2 separate regions of the Capsicum annuum genome follow, and region 1 is linked to region 2. A link is a contact called in public Hi-C data. All regions are on one chromosome and are shown on one strand. The core of a region is the stretch at or near the end of the contact, and the rest is flanking DNA. Distances in the headings are between cores, read along the strand shown. Region 1 has its middle 230 kb from the start of LOC107855162. Region 2 overlaps LOC107855164 (alanine--glyoxylate aminotransferase 2 homolog 1, mitochondrial).

The links. Hi-C and Micro-C count contacts between places; a contact is called where the count stands out from the background.
Region 1: a contact with region 2 is called in a Hi-C map of leaf, with 2.7 times the contacts expected there. The contact joins two enhancer-like sites. A contact is called at or near these places in 2 of 5 Hi-C or Micro-C datasets (leaf and placenta).

The regions. Positions count from the first base shown.
Region 1 is chr12:73,013,328-73,017,656 of UCD10Xv1.1, reverse strand. No RefSeq gene overlaps it. Among protein-coding and RNA genes, the nearest start is that of LOC107855162, 230 kb to the right of the region's middle. Within about 2 kb of position 2,771, at least 3 of the 5 cell types and tissues checked have an H3K27ac peak or open chromatin away from gene starts, as enhancers often do. A contact at or near this core is called in leaf, where this site is marked.
Region 2 is chr12:72,770,214-72,774,575 of UCD10Xv1.1, reverse strand. It overlaps LOC107855164 (alanine--glyoxylate aminotransferase 2 homolog 1, mitochondrial), which reads right to left. Exons shown (of 9, transcript NM_001324714.1): 7 at 3,865-3,978; 8 at 3,696-3,782; 9 at 3,470-3,513. The coding sequence ends at 3,470. It overlaps LOC107855162 (TGACG-sequence-specific DNA-binding protein TGA-1A), which reads left to right. Exons shown (of 9, transcript XM_016700166.2): 9 at 1-118. Among protein-coding and RNA genes, the nearest start is that of LOC107855162, 8.8 kb to the left of the region's middle. Within about 2 kb of position 2,670, at least 3 of the 5 cell types and tissues checked have an H3K27ac peak or open chromatin away from gene starts, as enhancers often do. A contact at or near this core is called in leaf, where this site is marked.

The sequences.
Region 1 (4,329 bases), core at 1,522-4,021, 240 kb before region 2:
TAGGGGAAATGCTCTTCCTGTTATAGCCTTTGAACAATTCATGGGCAAATATGATGTTATCTGTAATGCACCTCCCTTCTATAAAGGCTGACTATGCATCTCCAATCAAATCCCCTATCATATTCTTCAATCTTCTAGTAAGCACCTTAGTGATTATCTTATACGCGGTTTTACGGAAAGCAATAGGTTTGTAATTCTTTACATAAGTAGAGGAGGGTATTTTTGGGATCAAAGTGATAGCAGTAGAATTGAATCATTTATCCTTGTCACCACTGTTGCAAAAGTGAAAAACTGTATTTAACAGATCATTTTGTACCTCCTTCCAACAGGTGCTGAAGAATTCAATGGGAAAACCATCCACTTCAGGAGTTTTCTCCTTTGGCATCTACTTTATTTCATCCTATATCTCCTCAGTTGTTACCTGCTTAATTAAACATATCTATTGTTCCCTGGTAAGACAATATCCCTCCTGAATTACCTCAGTATCTGGACAAGGGTGTATATCCTCTTCTTGGCCCATCAGATTAGAGCAGAATTTAACAAACTCAGCTCTTATACCCTCGGTATTGTTAGCTTGACCCCGATCTCACTATGTACTGAAGTGATGGTATTAATACTAGTTCTCATTTTCCACTGTGCATGGAAGTATTTTGTGTTTAAATCACTACTCTGAATCCATGAAGCTCCAGATTTTTGCCTCATCACTAGTTCTGCTATTCTACTCCATTTCTCTATATCTGCCAATGCTTCCTTCTCCTGGACATATAATTGCTCATTGTCCTGGTTCACTGCTATTTTTGGTTGCACCATTTGTAATATTTTCCTGGCACTGTCTAACTGTTGTCGATATGCTGCTAGGTGACCATTTAAGTCCTTTATAGCTATCTTAACTTCCTTTATCTTGTTCCAAATGGTATTATTGGTTCCCCAGGTGCCCTGTTTGACCAAGTCTCCTTTACCTTCCTTTTGAATTCAGCATGATTCAGCATTGTAGCATACAATTTGAAAGGTTTTTGGTGCATGTCTTTGGGCGTTTGTGTGCAGCAATTGATTACAATTGGTGAGTGGTCTTATACCCCTGGACTCATATAGTTAGCCTTAATATGACCCTTATTCTGTAACCACTAATAGTTCCCAAACGCCTAGTCAATTTTACTATAAACTCTGGTATCAGCTACCTGTTTGTTGCACCATGTGAAGTAGCGTCCTGTGCCTTTTAGGGAAGTGATTTGATTGACTTCTATCATATCTTGGAAGACCTAAACCTTTTATACCTGACCTCCCAGGTCAACTAGCTCCTTCCACAACTCCTGTCTCTCTCCCAATTCATTTCTAGCATACACTACGGTCAGGAGGCAAATGAACTATGTGTTAGAGTTAACTACCTCATAGTGTATAAATTATGCCCCAATTTATATTATCTGCACCTGGATATACCTCTACAAAATAAGCCAAATCCTTTCATTTGCTGCCTAGTCATAGTTATCTTGGAAATTCCAATCTCTCGCTATATTATTTTTTACTTTATAGGCATTATGACATCTCACTCTAGTTTCTATAATTCCTATCACCTCCACTTTATTCTTCCTCGGAAAGATTTTTAACTCCTTCTGTTTAAAGGGATTATTAAGCCCTCTAAAGTTCTATGAGCACACAATCATGGGGGTTGAAATGAATCCTCTCCTCAAGCACTAGTCTCAGCTTTCTCTTCTACGATTTCCTTTCCTTTCCTGATATGTCCATATTCATCTCCACTCACAATAGGATAAGGATTTACCTAGGTAACATCTTCACAATTATTCAACATATTATGAGGTAGTTCAGGCTGTAGAACCCTCTTGACTCTTATCTGCATTTGCCTCTAGTTCTTTATTCTGCTCTGAGTTGGCTTTGTCTGTTTCTTTAGGTTCCCATTGTTGAATTACTCTCCTACATCTTCGGTTCCTCCTTCTTCTCCCCTGTTGTTGGGGAAGGTTTATCGGTTCTTCTTTGTTAGGTTCCTTCTTAAATAGGTATTCATCTACCTTGTGGCCAAAGCAATTACAATCACCACAAGACTTCAGAATCCAATCGTATGTGATAGTTGGTTGTATGGTCCCTATGGGAGATGTAAGTTCCACTTGGGTAGGTAACATGTGACTAATGTCCACCTCTACTAATACCCTCACGTATGATATTCTTTCCATCTCAGCCATATACTTATCTATGTACAGAGGTTTCCCTCAAACACTAGCCAATTTACTAAATGATTCCATCGACCAATAACCTAGAGGTAAGCTCGGAAACTTAACCCACAAGGGTACCTTGTTCAGGAACTCAGGGTTAAACTTGAATTCGAATGTCCAATCCTTTAGGATAAGTGGTCTATTCCTATATATGTAAGGACCTGATTGTATCACTAGGTCCCTATCGGCCATCGTAGCAAATTTAAAGATGTAATAGCCATCGTCGTGATATAGTACCTTTGGTTTCATCATGAAATTCCACATATAAACTATGTAATTCTCCATAGATTTGAAGAATGGTGAATCCCCCAGCACATATCTAATCAATGCAGAGCTCCAGTGATTTGCCTGAACAAATATATCCTCCTTCTAAAGCTGCACAATTATTTTCTCTCCCTTCACCATCGGTGGTATATCAGTGCCTTCCCCATTTGTGAGCTTCGATTTGGGGGTTTCACCTAGTCCTTCTCCACTTCTATCTTTACCTCAGCTTGGGCTGGGGGAGCTTGAGACGAGGACCCACATCAGAAAATTGCAACCTCCAGGGAAATTGTGAGTCCTTTAGTTTTCTAGTAATCCTCTTCCCTACTGGATCATGTTTTTCCATTCTTACCTCCACTATCTCAGTTTCCTCATATATTGGCTGAGATGAGCCCGGGAGAAAGTTCCTAAAGGTTAATGGTCCTAGATGTTATTGAATTCCACTTGTCGACGTAACGATGACTGGCGGTGGTGTAGCTATTTTTCGAGGAGCCATTCTCACTACCAGCGTACGTTAGCATCCTGCTATCGTACGCCTAAAGAAAAATTATGCTTCCTATGTTGGGTTTTATGTTATTCAGACATCTATTTTATTTATTTTATATGTTGGCCTGACTTTATTCTAGAAGTTTGGCCCTCCATAAGTGTCATCATCACCTAGTTTTTGGGTTGTGATAGCTATTGAAACTTTAATTCACCTTTGTGTTTCTCAACCTACTCAGATGAATTAACCATTAGACGAGGGTTGGAAACCTCAAATTCTTGTCTTTAACTCTTTTTCCTAGTCTTACATTTTTTTCTCAAACAAGAAAAATCATACCAGATGAACTAATTAATGATACAAGCAATAACAGTATGAAAATCTATACTTTTGACTCTAAACATGTAAATTCACCATGGCTCCACAATCTTAGTTATGATGTTTATCCCCTCATATATTTAAGAGAAAAAAAACCATAGAAATCATAAGATAAGAATAAACTTATGCAAATGAAATCGCAATAACTCAGTTTGTATTTCAAAACCCATGTGAGTTGCCAAAAACCACAAAAAATGTAAGAATGATAGTATTTTTTGCCCAAAACATAAGATGATATGAAATAAACCCTAATAGTAGTTATTTATAGTTAAGGAAAAATCTAAATCTAATTAAACTCAAAAAAAAGACTGTCTCACGTCTCACTATTGAGCTGATGTTTCATCGACTAGGTGACGATCCATCGCCTTAATCGTCTCCTCTATCCAGTGTAGATCACCTTGAGTCTCCTAACTCACATGGTCTGTTCAATGGTCCATCATGGCAGTGGCAGTTCATCAACTGCTTTGTCACTTGATATCCTTCACAATTGCGTAACTGCTTTGTCACTTGATATCCTTCACAATTACATATAGGTTAGGTGGTACGATTTGAGTACCAAATTGGCTAAAAGATTGAAGGTTCGACAAATTGAACATCGACTTGTTGACACTTAGTATTACACACTGATTTAGCTTCATGATCTGGAGGATGATCAATCACAGGATTAAGGGCTCGTCAAGTGGCCCATCAAGTCCCTCTTTTAAGAACAATTAATAATGTTTCTTGCCTGAACACACTATTCTGCATATGAGACACAACAGTAATCAAATCCAACATAATTCGCTTAAGAACTTGCAGTTATTCATTGTTAAAAGCATCAAATATGTTGTCAAATATTAGCACATCAAACATTCTTCAAAATTGTTGAAGTAGCAAATTAAATTTTTAAAGCTTATTAAATGTCTACATGACAACTATATGACCCCTCTTTTCTTACTCTTTCTGTTTAGTGAGTATAGTCTTCATTTCATAAGACTATTCATA
Region 2 (4,362 bases), core at 1,421-3,920:
GTAAATCAATATGGTACTCTGGCTGGAGTCTCCTGATGAAAGTTACTCCAAGTTATGATGCCTCTCTGTATTTAATTGTCTATGATGGGAGTGTGATGTGCCAAGCAATTTTTGAATACTTTGCAGATGAACAACAACAAACCCAAGTGTATTCCCACTTTGCAGATGAACAACTGCTATAAATGAAAGAAAGCAATGATGGCATGAGCAATATTCTGTTGCGACAACTTAATGAATTATGTTATGGAAAATTTGCAGATGCATGTTTACATCTGTAGCCATTAATGCTTGCATTAGGATAAGATGTCTACTTCACACCCTTGGGGTGCAGCCCTTCTTTGGATCCTGCAAATTTTCCATAACATAATTCATTAAGTTTTCCATAACATAATCCATAACATATTTTCTTTTAATTTTACTTTTATGTTTTAATTCATTTGTCTCAATCTTTTTTTTCTCAAACATTATCTATTTCTTCATTTTTTTTTCTTTTAATTCATTTGTCTCATCCTTTATTTTTTATTTTCATCATTTCTTTTTTTTTTCCTCATTTTTCTCAATCTCTTTTTTTTTTTATTTCTCTATTTTGTTTGATCATTTTTTTCTTTTTTCTCAACTTCTATTATATTTTGCTAATAAATAAAAAATTGAATAATTCGTAAAGGGATCTTTTTTTTTTTTTTTACATCAAAGCAAATTTAAGGTCATGAAAACATAACGTGGTAGAGTCAACTCTTGCTCGTGGAGCATAATTTGTAGTTTGAAAGTCCTTGAGCTAGTCTTGTCCTAAGACAATAGTTGTAGAACATCTCAGAAATGAAAACATAACGTGGTAGAGTCAACTCTTGCTCGTGAGACATAATTTGTAGATTGAACGCTCTTGAGCTAAGTCATGCCTCTAAGGCAATAGCTGTAGAACATCTCATAAATGAAAACATAACGTGGTTGAGTCAACTCTTGCCCGTGGGGCATAATTTGCTGCTTGAAAGTTCTTGAGCTAAGTCTTGCCTCTAAGACAATAGTTGTAGAGCATCTCAGAAATGAAAACATAACGTGGTAGAGTCAACTCTTGCCTGTGGGGCATAATTTGTAGTTTGAAAGTCCTTGAGCTAAGTCTTGCCTCTAAAGCAATAGTTGTAGAACATCTCATAAATGAAACATAATGTAGTAGAGTCAACTTTTACTCGTGGAGCATAATTTATTGTTTAAAAGTCTCTGAGCAAAGTCTTGCCTCTAAGGTAAGAGTTATAAAACAACTCATAAATCAAAATACAATACGGTAGTGTCAACTCTTGCAAATGAAACATAGCTTGTTGTTTGAAAGTCATAAGTCTTGCCTCTACAATGTGATAGTGTCAATTCTTATCCATGAAACGTGGCTTGTTGTCTGAAAGTCATAAGTCTTGCCTTTATAATGTGACACTTTTGCTCATGAGATGTAACTTGAATGGAAGAAATCGAAGAAAAGAACAAAAATAATAAAAATTACGGAAAAGAAGAAAATAAAGAAAAATATTAAAAAAATAAAAATCAAAGAAAATGTTGAAGTTGAGAGAGAATGAAAAAAAATAAAGGTTGATAAAAATTTCGAGAAAAATTTTAAAAAGAAAAGAAAAAATAAAAATCAAATAAAAATAAAAAATTATAAAAGTAGACGTTGAGAGATGTAAAGAAAAAAAGGTAAGAGTTGCAAAAAATTAAAAAGAACAAAAAAAAAAGGAAAGAAGAAATAAAAATCAAAGTAAAAATAAAAAAGGAAAAAAAAAAGAAGTTGAGAGGAAAAATGAAAAAAGTAAGGGTTGAGAAAAATCAAAATAAAAATCAAAGTAATTAAAAGAGAAAAAATAAAAGTTGAAAGATATAAATATGGAGGTGTTATCTATTATGAGTAGGGGTGTGCAAAAATCGAACCTACCGATAAAATGTTATTGATTTATTGTTATTGAGTTATTGGGTTAACGATTTTTTAATGATTTTATAAAAAAATTATTGGGTTATTGATTCGATTCGATTTTTTGTTTTTGGGTTATTGGGTAAACCGATAACCCAATGAGAATGAATGAATATGAATATATATATATATATATATATATATATATATATTTCTCTTTACTTTCTATAAATTAACAAACCTATTACTTTAATTATACAAACTCTTAAATTCTCCTAACAACATTTAGTTCAAACTTGAAGATTCTTGTAAATTAAAACACATCAAGTAGAATTTTTCGTTGCAACTAAGATTCGTTTTTTTTTTCATGTTAGTTACTACTATTTCTATTTTATGATTATTTTCTTATCAGTTTAATCGAAAATCAAACCAATAAGGACTAAAAATCGATAAATCGAAAACCGGTAAAAAAATATCTTATTGGTTTGGTTATTGGTTTAGCATATTTAAAAATCGATAAATCGAACCGATAATATATAAAATCGAACCGAACCGACCGATGCACTCTCTAATTATGAGGATCATTTATGTAATTTACTCCATTAGTCAGGGGCAATTTCGTTAAAAAAAATATTAGTTAATAAAAAATAGCTATTTTAAGAAAGCTTTATTATTTAGGGTTAAAATTTGAAAGTCTTGAGGGTTCTCGACAGTTCCCTGACTTTCTATATGTAATCACTTGTCATTCTGATTATTTTCGTTCAATTATACACGTTATTACGGCCTGCTTTTCTCTACACTGGCCTGCTTTTCTCTAAACTTCCCTCAAACTGCAGTCAACTATATTTGTGCTCCATGAAGGAAACGTTATGACAACAGTAAAATTGTTTTCACGTGACTTATGAGGAGTGACGGGTTTGAGCCGTGGAATGCAATACTTGGATCTTAAGGGTCTGACTGTTTTTTCACGTTAATTTTGCGATAAGTTCAAAACGTTTCACTACACTAGTTGTGTTTTTTCCCCTTGAGGCAAGATGCATTGCAAAGCATAATTTCTTACTAGATTATATTCTCTCAATAAATTTACAAACCGAATGATCTCTAATATAGATAATATTTCACTCTTTAATCGAGCTTAAAACTTCACACATGAATTCCACAAATTGAATAAGCCCTTTTACAGTTCCTCGCTTTCCGAACATCTAGAAAATGGAATTTTGATCCACGTTGAAAGGATTGACTCGGAACTTAATATTCGATTGGAAATAAATTTGGTGACACTAAAAAAATGTATTTGAAGTCAAGTTGAAAAGAGTTGATCCCCGTAGAAGGGACCGATTCATTCATTAAGTGATTGACATGAATTTGGTGATGTTCGGAAGAAGTTGGTAATTGAAATTAAATTGCAAAGAGATACTGAAATTTTATTCGGGCATGTATTTCATTTGAAATAAATAACGTTGGAACAAAATAAGAGGAATGAAGCATCACTTGCTTTCTTTGACATTGTTATTGTACTGGAATAGTTGTGTCCTTTGGTTGAAAGATGGGCGATCTCACAGCCAATATGACAAATTCTCACAACTTTGAAATAGAATAGTCCAATGCATCAACAAGAAAGTCTGCATAAAAAAAGTTGTATTGCTCAAACCAGAAATATATATTTCTTGAAAATGAAATATCTGAAAACAAAAAAGACTTGTAGGGCATATTGGTTACTATTAATGATTTCAAATACACTGATAAAATAGATGGAGTAATCCAAAAACAATAGGCAATATTGAACCAGTAAGTAAGAGGTTACCTGCATCATCCTTGCTGAAACACATGGGAGGCTTTATTCTGAAAACATTTCCATGTAAACCGCCTTTCCCTACTAGAACACCAAGATCTACAGCCAGAACCAAGTGCATCATTAGTATATATACGTCGTTTTTCAATCACTTTTCAATTCATCAGCTGATTATACAAACCTTTAAGCTTCTCAAAGAGAATTCCAGTTTCCGCCTTGGCAGGTGTCTTTTCTTTTCTGTCGGTTACCAGTTCGATGCCAACCATTAAACCCCTGCCTCTCACATCTCCAATTACTGGCAATAGCAAGGTACGTTTAGTGATAACATTAATCGGATGATGCATGTCACAAGGAGGAGATCTAAAGGATCATTAAAGCAGAGGACTTGGAGACGAGTCAAATAAACTCTTGACCTGCCTAGGCAATGATATAACCTCATGTATCATAGGCTACCAACCTAAACATGGCCATTAATGAAGCAAAACAATGGATGACGGAAGCTACTAATAATACAATGCAAGCAAAAGTTACTAGATTCATAGAGATGTAGAACAACATATAAGTTATCATGCTAGCTTATCCATCATGTGAGTCTCGAATTATTCCATCCGATTAGGCCTATGAATATGCAAGCATACATTTCATGCTTGTTTGAGTAATAGCAATGAGATTTCCCAAT